Linked DNA regions of Sus scrofa: region 1 is linked to region 2. Evidence: chromatin contacts called from public HiChIP or PLAC-seq data. All regions are on one chromosome and are shown on one strand. The core of a region is the stretch at or near the end of the contact, and the rest is flanking DNA. Distances in the headings are between cores, read along the strand shown.

Region 1 (4,965 bases), core at 1,442-3,941, 220 kb before region 2:
CACTGCTTTTAAAGAGATTCTTCATGTGTTTCTTAGTCATTCTGTTAATTACCTTTTCAGTTCCTATTTGAGGGCCACACAGCTTCTAATAGTCTCTGTAACATTAATATGCCTCCCACAAAGATGTTATAACCACAAATAGCCAGTACTATTTAGTTCAGTTGCTCAATAGTCTCCATAGGGTTTCTGCCTTTATCCACAAAAATCTCCTTTACCAAAAAATTTCCTATGTCATATTTTCACAGCAACCCTCAAAATGAAAGTGCTATTTCTCTCCAAATAATGTCTTGTTCATTGATGAGTATGAAATGGCTAGCACAGCCCAGTGTTGGAAGGGGGTACTGAATGCCTTATAAAGTAGTCAGAATCAGCACTTACGTGCCTATCACTATTATGTGTAAGGTGTTAAGTGTTAGAAATAAAATTTCAAAGAATTACTATTTGTTAGGCTCTTAAGGAATTTGCCAAAATGTGCTCTAAAGTTACTTTAAAAATGAAAGTTTTAGAAAGTTCTTTGATATCTTGGCCTTTTTTTTTTTTCTTTTCCTGAACTCTTGATTCAAATTTCCAACTGCTCACTGAACCTATAATCGCAAGCACCTCAAACAAACCATACCCCCTTTTTGAATGTGTTCTTCTCCTTCTATTCTCATAAGGCAATCTTTCTCCTCTTTTTCCCTCTTGGAATAATATGTAAAATTTGAGGTCATCCTTGCCTTCTCCCTCACCCCACATAACAATCCCATAATCAAGTCTTTCCAATCCCACATTATAATGTGTCCAGATGCTCTCTCTTTCATTCAGGGCTACTAGCCCATTCAGGGCTACTCCTCATTAGAAACACCTTCTGCATGTTATTAGTCCCCCCCCAACGTGAATCCTGCCTTTTCAATACAGAATTGAAAACAAAAGCAAAAACAAGAACCTACATGTCCCTTGCTGTAAAATGTGGATATAGGACTTGTGTTAACTGGAAGCACCTGCAAAGGACTTTGATTGTGAAGACAATTAAGAATGAGAAGTGGGTGGGGCATTTGGCATCTGTTTTGCTATCCAGTTGAGGTCAGAAATATCATGGTTTCAAGGTTTGCAACAGTGTGGTTTTAAGGCTTAGTGACAGGAGCACCTCTTTGGATCATGTAGCAAGAGATCTAGAAGAATATTATCTGCTAATCATCAGAATTTGTTATAAGATTGATCTATTAAAATTTTTCTTTCTATAGCAACTTATAATAAAAACATATGCTAATTTCATTGTTTTTCATTTCTTTTTGAAGGTAGATGGGGTGAGAAAATAAACTAGTACCATTCTTTTAAATACAGTTCTCTAGGTGATTTTATTTTATTTTATATTATTTTATTTGTCTTTTAGGGCCACACCCACAGCATTGGAGGTTCCTAGGCTAGGGGTCCAATCAGAGCTGTAGCTGTTGGCCTGCACCACAACCACAGCAATGCAGGATCTGAGCCGTGTCTGTGACCTACATCACAGCTCACGGCAACGCCAGATTCTTAACCCACTGAGCGAGGCCAGGGATTGAACCTGAGACCTCATAGATACTAGTCAGGTTTGTAAACCACTGAGCCACGATGGGAACTCCTCTCTAAGACATTTTATTTATTTATTTATTTGTCTTTTTGTCTTTTTAGGGCCGCAGCTGCGGCATATGGAGGTTACCAGGCTAGGGGTTGAGTCAGAGCTGTAGTCTCTGGCCTACGCCACAGCCACAGCAATGCAGTATCCAAGCCATGTCTATGACCCACACCACAGCTCAGGGCAATGCTGGATCCCCAACCCACTGAGCAAGGTCAGGGATTGAACTTGCAACCTTATGGTTCCTAGTCAGATTCGTTTCCACTGCGCCACAATGGGAACTCCATAAGATATTTTAAAAATTATTTCCTACTGTTTCTTGAAGGAAAACAAATATAACTTTGTGGCTGCTAACTGGTGAAGTGTCTATCATTTTTGGGCCTTAATGATATACCATTTTTTATTATTTTTCAAAACTTTGGTAACATAGAACTGCAAATACATTGAAATACACTTGCTGCAAAAATGCTCTTTCTGATTTTTCGACCAACAGCTAAAATTATACTATTGTATTAAAGTTATTCAAGAGAAAATATGCAGAACCATTTTTTTCTTCCTATATTTCCTCCCACCTTTTTCTTTTAGCACGCCTTCCCTTTCTCATAGATTATATGTATGTTAGGCAAGGAAATGAATGTTCAGCAAAATCAGGCCATTTGACTACTCAGGGGTTTTCAACATATACTTTTGCTTTATTTCATGCAAGAGCAAGCCCGAAGCCATCTGCCTGCCAACAGCTACATCCTTCATTCCATTACAGAGGCAGAACCCCCACCTCATCATTAAAAGGCAATCTTCAAAGGGACATTGTTTTTGCTTATTCCCGTCATGACAGATGTTTTCTATCATCTATCTCCACATGCTAACTCGTCGGCGAGGGTCGGCCCACCCCTCTCTGCAGCCAGCTGTGGAAATAGCTCCCATGTCATCCGTGGTAACACTCATTCTGTTCCTCTGACCTCACCAAAGACCACATCCGAGAGCAGGAAAAACAAATAGCCCTGATAACTTCCTTCCAAACATATCCAGGGAGGGAGATAGGCCGGCTCTAGACAAGAGCTCTTTACAAAGCACATCACAAAAGAGAGGCCAGCTTACTGGAAACACTCAAATGTCACCGAGCTAGCCAATTGGGGTAATCCCCAGATTAGGGAATAATGAAGCAATAGCATCTGAGGGTATGAGTCAGCTGAAAACATCTGGTTGACTCGGAACCACTTCAATTAGCCTGGGTACACATCAGTCAGTCACTTCTCTGGTTGTATAAAGTTCCAGAAATGTGAAATGTGAAATGTTTACACCACCAACTCATCCATCCCTTTGAAATACTGTGAAAAGACTATAATACAGTTCTTAAATGAATAGGCAATTAACTTGAATGGCTCTGTTATAGAATTATACTCTCATATTAGAATATATTTTGGGAACGAAAAATAATATGCTTTTTAAGAAGTACTCATCTTTGTCTTTCATCTTTAGTGAGTCAGAAAAAGGTCAGTGAAACTCACTAATTTGTTTCTGTAGTATTAAAACTTCTGTTTGACAAATTATTCTCAAATCATTACATTAATGTAGGATTTTAAGCAAAAATCCCCTAAGTTATTTTGAAAATGAATTAGGAAAAAACTTTAAAAAACAAGTAGGAAATATTCCATGTTTATTAAAAAATGTATTTCTCATTTTTTAACAATATGATTTTTATGAAAAGAGAGGAGAAACTTTCTTTTTTGGCTTTATTTTTAATAATTTATTATTTTTTACTTTACAAAATAGACACTCTCTAATATAAGTAATGTGACAAAATATCATTACTTTAGAGTAAATTTTTCTGTCTTTTTTCTTTTTAAGACTTTAGCTATGGCATTTGGAAGTTCCCAGGCTAGGGGTTTAATTGGAACTACAGCTGCCAGCATATGCCACAGCAACAGCAATGTCGGATCTGAGCTGTACCTGTGACCTACACCACAGCTTGCAGCAATGCCCGATCCCCAACCCACTCAGTGAGGACAGGGATTAACCTGCAACCTCATGGATACTAGTTGGGTTCTAAACCCACGGAGCCATGATGGGAACTCCTAGAGTAAAATTTTTTTTTTTTTTTTTTTTTTGCCTTTTCTTGAGCCGCTCCCGCGGCATATGGAGGTTCCCAGGCTAGGGGTCTAATCGGAGCTGTAGCCGCCGGACTACACCAGAACCACAGCAACACGGGATCCGAGCTGCGTCTGTGACCTACACCACAGCTCACTGCAACGCTGAACCCTTAACCCGCTGAGCAAGGCCAGGGACCGAACTCGCAATCTCATGGTTCCTAGTCGGATTCGTTAACCACTGCGCCACCACGGGAACTCCAATTTTTTAATTTGAGATTAATTCAGAACTTGATCTTTTTGAATTAATACATTGGGTCTTGAAAAAATAAGAATCTTGACTTCAGAATATAGCCAAATCAAAATTATTATACATTGCTCATATTATTTATGATGCTTCAATAATAAACTATCCCTATGTGTGGAAAATTATAAAAATATTAGTATATAGTTTCAGACTGTGCTTTAGCTAAGACAGGCTTAAAGAAAATACAATGACATATTTTGGTACTGTGCTTTCATGAAATTTTCTCATAATTATTTATAATGTGCTTTATCTAATCTACCTGTTTTAAAATGCAAAACATGGAGGAATTCTCAAGACGGTGGAGGAGTAGGACACAGAGCTCATTAATGCAACAAAAAAGAATCCACATATAGAATGATTCTCACAGAACACCTACTAAACACTGGTAGACAACTTTAGACTTCCAAAATGGGCGATAAAAACTCCACATAACTGGGCAGAACAAAAGAGAGGAAAAGAGAAAGAGAAAAGAGGAAAAAGAAATCAGGATGGGTCCAGCACTCCTGAGACAGAGCTGTAAAAGAGGAAAATACTGGGATGGAGGGGAGCCTTGAAATCTTGGAGAAGTGCAGCAGCTTGTCTGAGGAGGGCAAAGCAGAGAGAGAGCTGCACAGACGATTGTTACCACTGTCCCATGCACCACAGCCTGGACACCTGAGCAAGGCCTGGGTGGTGAGACTAGGGCTTCAGAAGTCAGTTCCAGAGAGAGGACTAGGGTTGGCTGTGTGAAAACATTCTGTGGAAACATTCTGGCTGTGTGGAAACATTCTGTGGAAACATTTTCAGGAAGCAGTGCACCATGGGCTATGGGGCAGTGGACCTCAGCTTAGGGAGTGCGGGAGGAGGCCTAGCTGTCAGAGAGGAATGGTGCCAGTGTTGGGGAGTGCAAGAGGATGGGGGACAGGACTGCCAGAGGAAGTTTTTCCTCTGTACTAGCAGGCTCTCAGGTGTGGACTGCGGGGAAAGGAGCAAACCAC
Region 2 (4,487 bases), core at 1,843-4,342:
ACACAGTAGGTCCTTGTCATTTATCTATTTGATATATAGTAGAGCGTATATGTTAATCTCAAACTCCTAATTCATCCAAAGTTTTGTCTGTCTGTGTTTCTGTACTGCAAATAAGTTCATTTGTATCTTCTTTTTTTAGATTCCACTATAAATGATAGCATGTGATATTATATTTGTCTCTCTTTGAAAAGAGGAGATCTTTTCCTCTCTGCTAAAGACAGGACAGAAAACATCAGTTCATAGAAAATTGCATAATAAGAAATGTCATTTATGACTGCCCCTCTGCGGCTTCCATTTCCCATCAGAATCTGAGATTGACAATAGGCCCCTTCCAGAGGGTGACTTTTCTTGATTTTTATGACTTTTTCCCTGAGATATAAAAAATGCCTAGGCAAAACCCCCAAGTCAAGGATCTAGAGAATCATAGAGCCTAATGAAAAGCTCTTCACAGGTTATTATCAACCTGTTCTGCCACTGTATCATTTTATTGCCCCTCCTCCTTTATTCTGCAGGCACTGGCATCAGGGAATCTCACATCTCTGGTTCCTATGAATGAAAGGACTGTATGCCCTTGAGCCCCACATTTCTCTGCAGTACTGATAGGTCAACAGCCCCATGACTGTCCACACTGACAAACTGTGTTCATTTTCCAGAAACATTAAAAGTTTTTTTAAAATTCAGCAATTTAATAGTTCTGCTTTAAAATACACAAACCCATGGAGATCCCCCAAAACCTGGAGCTCATGAATTTGTCCTAATTTTCATTTTAATGCTAGCAATTTAAAATTCTCATTTTAGCAGTAGTCGGTGTGAGGAGAGGGGCAGAAGAAACAAGACAAGGAGGCATGTGACTGTTTCAGAAAATGACACAGATTCTTACTGCCACATAGAGGCCCCTGACTGGATGTGAAGAGAAAGCGTGGGGGCAAATTCTAAACAAAAACTACAATCATATCAAAAGAACAGAGCCAAGGATGAGCAACAGGTTAACAGTAGACTTTCAATCTTAGAAAGGTCAGCTTGGCTTATGCTGAGGTAGAAATTTTGGTGACGTGTTAGAAATGTAGAATTGGGAGTTCCTGTCGTGGTGCAGTGCTTAACGAATCCGACTAGAAACCATGAGGTTGCGGGTTCAGTTCCTGGCCTTGCTTCGTGGGTTAAGGATCCAGTGTTGCTGTGAGTTGTGGTGTAGGTTGCAGACGCGGCTTGGATCCTGCATTTCTGTGGCTCTGGCATAGGCCAGTGGCTGCAGCTCCGATTGGACCCCTGGCCTGGGAACCTCCAATATGCCGCGGGAGGTGCCCTAGAAAAGACCAAAAAAAAAAAAAAAAAAAAAAAAGGAGAATTGTAAAGTGATGTTGTATGGTATACAGAGAATAGAGCATAGGATTTGAGTTACAAACACTCATTTTACCACTTGACTAATTGCTTGGTCTCTGGGCCGTAGATGCAGCTCACTGTCCCAGGATCCCAGGCTGCTGGCTAAGTGAGGTAAGGACGTTCATTAAACATCCTGCACAGAGTTGCACAGACAGGCACCCTCAACCATACCAGGGGTTTCACATAAGTTCATTAAAGAAACATTTTGCTTGACTGCAGGACATATTTTTATAATTCACAAAGGATAGTAAAATCAGTTTCCAGAAAATATTCTTAAAACCAAATTTTCACACAAAAACCACTCATTGGGCCGAGGGAAGTGGGGACAATAGAAAAGAATAAAATTATCTTCAACAAATGCTACTCTTCCCCCCACTCCCATGTTAAAACAATTCTCTATTATCTGATGAAATGACATAAGTTCCCCTGGTGCTTTGTAACATGGAAAATAGATAGCACACTGCCCAAATAATCAGACTTAGACCCACCCAGGAAGAAAGATCTGCCTCAAGATTTGCTGTTATTTTCATCATGGGCCAAGTTTCAAAAAGAGTCCATTCAATGCTGCCCCCGTTTTTTCCGAGTTATCCTCTGAGAGCCTATATGCATGCCTGTCTAAATCTCAACACTTTCTACAAACTAACTCCACCTTTCATGTTAAATGGAAAAAATGAAAAGCAAAGTAAGTTACTCTGCACACCTGATCTTTGTGATGTGGGAGAGAAGACACCTCCCCCAGTCTTGTGGTCCCTCCTCCCCTGCATGAAATCCCTAGGATGTTATCTTATCAAGTCTCCTGAGTTTAAACTCCATCTCTAAGTCATCTCTCCAGACTGGTCCTGCCCTTTCATTACCAGACTCATGGGTTCACCTGCTTACTCAGTATTTTCACATGCACATCCCAGAGACACTGCTCCCCACCCCCACTGACCCTTCCCAGCCCCATCTATCTTATAAATGGCAACTCTTTAGTGGCTCAGGTCCTCAAGTCTCAAGTCATCCTGGACTCCTCTCTTCCTTTTCTCTTCTACATTTGCTCATTAAGTTCCATCAATCCTACCTTCAAAATCATTCAGAATTCAGTCTTCTTCTCACCTGTGTGTGTGAAGCCCACTGGCCAGCCCACTGGCCTCTCTCTCCTGGGTTACAATAGCCTCTTCACTGGTCTCCCTGCTGCCACAGTAGCCCAACCATAGCACCATGTCAACTTATAAAGAGGAAAAACGAGGAACGAAGTGACCCCCCAAGAACACAGTGACTCTGATATTTACAGGCCACCCAAAAGTATATGAATTTTAACTTATTTAACAGTTATGCTACAGTTCACTTTCACTTTTTAAAAAAAGTGAGTCATTGTGCTTTATTATTTACCTTTTCTTCAGTCACTATGCTGAGCCAGAGATTTTTTTAATCACAAAAGACAATAGCTAATCCTTAGTATAAATCCATTCAAACTTTACAACAGTCCATCCTATTTATGAGGTTAAGAACAGGCATGCCAAAAATTAGAGCCTGTGTACGGAGCCATGGGAAGAGGGTGATCTTTGGAGGAGAGAACCGGATTCTGGCCTGGCTTTTGCTACAAGTTCATCCTGAGACCCTGGGTTAGTCATGTGACTGACCCCTCTTGGCACTGAAGTCCCTGCATCTGTTCGAAATGGTTGGATTAGGCAGTCTCTAAGGTCTCCTTCTGTTCCAACTTCCATGACTGTATTCATCAGGCAACTTTGTCGGCCAGGCTCCAAGTTCTTTGAGGCCAGGAACATGACCCAGTTATTCACACTCAGGCCAAATCCACAGACCCGAAACATTGAAACCGTCTTTCCAGACATGTTCAGGACAGATCAGAGAGCCAGCAAACGTAGAGAGAATCATTCCAGGAGCAGTCTCAGAGATGCATTCAACAATGGGCCAAAATTACATGTCAAGATGGTAGAGGTAGGGCTCATGAACCCAACTTGATTCCAATAAATAGGAAAGATGACACTAAGTTTTGGACAAGGTTATAATGAGAATTCATTCTTTGCAGACCTGGCTGCTCTCCGAGCTAACAAGCTGAGAAGGATGACCCAATATTTGGGAACAGTTACTTATGGAAAAGCTTAGGGCTTAAGGTTTCTAGGTCTTTGTGTGTCTTAGTGAAATCAACTGGGTTAAACATACTGAGGTCCACTTTGGGGAAAAAAATGATTGACTACAAAAGGTACATAATCATCCATGTATCTCAGAACACCTTAAAAACTTTATACAAAATATATGCAATAATCATTGCTATTTACAACAATTAAATATTTCAGGCCATGTTAATAGACAAGTATGTGCCTCAAATCCTGCTATTTGCATACTACTTTATACTAATCCATACATTTAAAAAATGACACTTCGTAGTTTTCAAGGCAGAGATCAGAAAAATATTTTCCTTGGAAGAGGTAAATCTCTTTTATTTCTGAATGTCCTCAGGTTAAGAATGTTAACAGCTCATGGATGAATTACATTAGAGCAATATATAATCGAGTGGCCTCTAGAACTCATGTTGCTTGCCTCTTTTCCCGCAAGGAAGTAAACATCCTGAAAGTGGACATACTGTCTATTTTCTTCACTGTTTTGTATTCAATGCCTGGCACAGAGCCTAACATGCAGGAGGTGCTCCAATATTTTTGATGAATGAATTAGTGTCCCTTGGCATATATTAAAATGGTTCCATAAACAATTGTTTATACTGAAGCAGAAATTAAGGCATCCCCATAAAGCATAACATGAATTCAGGCCAAGTAATAAAAAAACATGCAAGCAGCATCCTGATACTTCTTAGAAGCCTCCAAAGAAACAGTAACTCCTTGCACTCAGTTTCAGAAGTCCTAAAAACAAAAGCATTGATGTGCATGGTCTGACAGTTAAATGGATGAAGAGAAGTCACTGAGATGGACACATGACGGCGTTCCATCTTTGAGCTAATGTTTTTCCTTGAAGCAGATTCTATTCCTTTTTAGGACAGAGTGGACATCCACTACTGTTCCGTATTTTGGTGAGAAAATGGATGACAAAGTCAGGCTGCCTGACTCAGAACCGGACACCTGCTACTTTTCTAGCCCCGTGACCTCCAGTGA

Evidence for each region. HiChIP or PLAC-seq counts read pairs in DNA pulled down with a chosen protein or histone mark.
Region 1: an H3K27ac HiChIP or PLAC-seq map of skeletal muscle shows a contact between it and region 2, with 7 times the contacts expected there. The contact joins two enhancer-like sites. A contact is called at or near these places in 1 of 47 Hi-C or Micro-C datasets (embryonic fibroblasts) and 1 of 2 datasets of contacts at active chromatin or transcription factors (skeletal muscle).

Annotation. Positions count from the first base shown.
Region 1 is chr13:16,373,702-16,378,666 of Sscrofa11.1, reverse strand. The region is part of intron 13 of RBMS3 (RNA-binding motif, single-stranded-interacting protein 3); the gene reads right to left. Among named protein-coding and RNA genes, the nearest start is that of TGFBR2, 410 kb to the left of the region's middle. Within about 2 kb of position 2,691, at least 13 of the 83 cell types and tissues checked have an H3K27ac peak or open chromatin away from gene starts, as enhancers often do. A contact at or near this core is called in skeletal muscle, where this site is marked.
Region 2 is chr13:16,152,851-16,157,337 of Sscrofa11.1, reverse strand. All of the region lies in intron 7 of RBMS3 (RNA-binding motif, single-stranded-interacting protein 3), which reads right to left. Among named protein-coding and RNA genes, the nearest start is that of TGFBR2, 630 kb to the left of the region's middle. Within about 2 kb of position 3,092, at least 11 of the 83 cell types and tissues checked have an H3K27ac peak or open chromatin away from gene starts, as enhancers often do. A contact at or near this core is called in skeletal muscle, where this site is marked.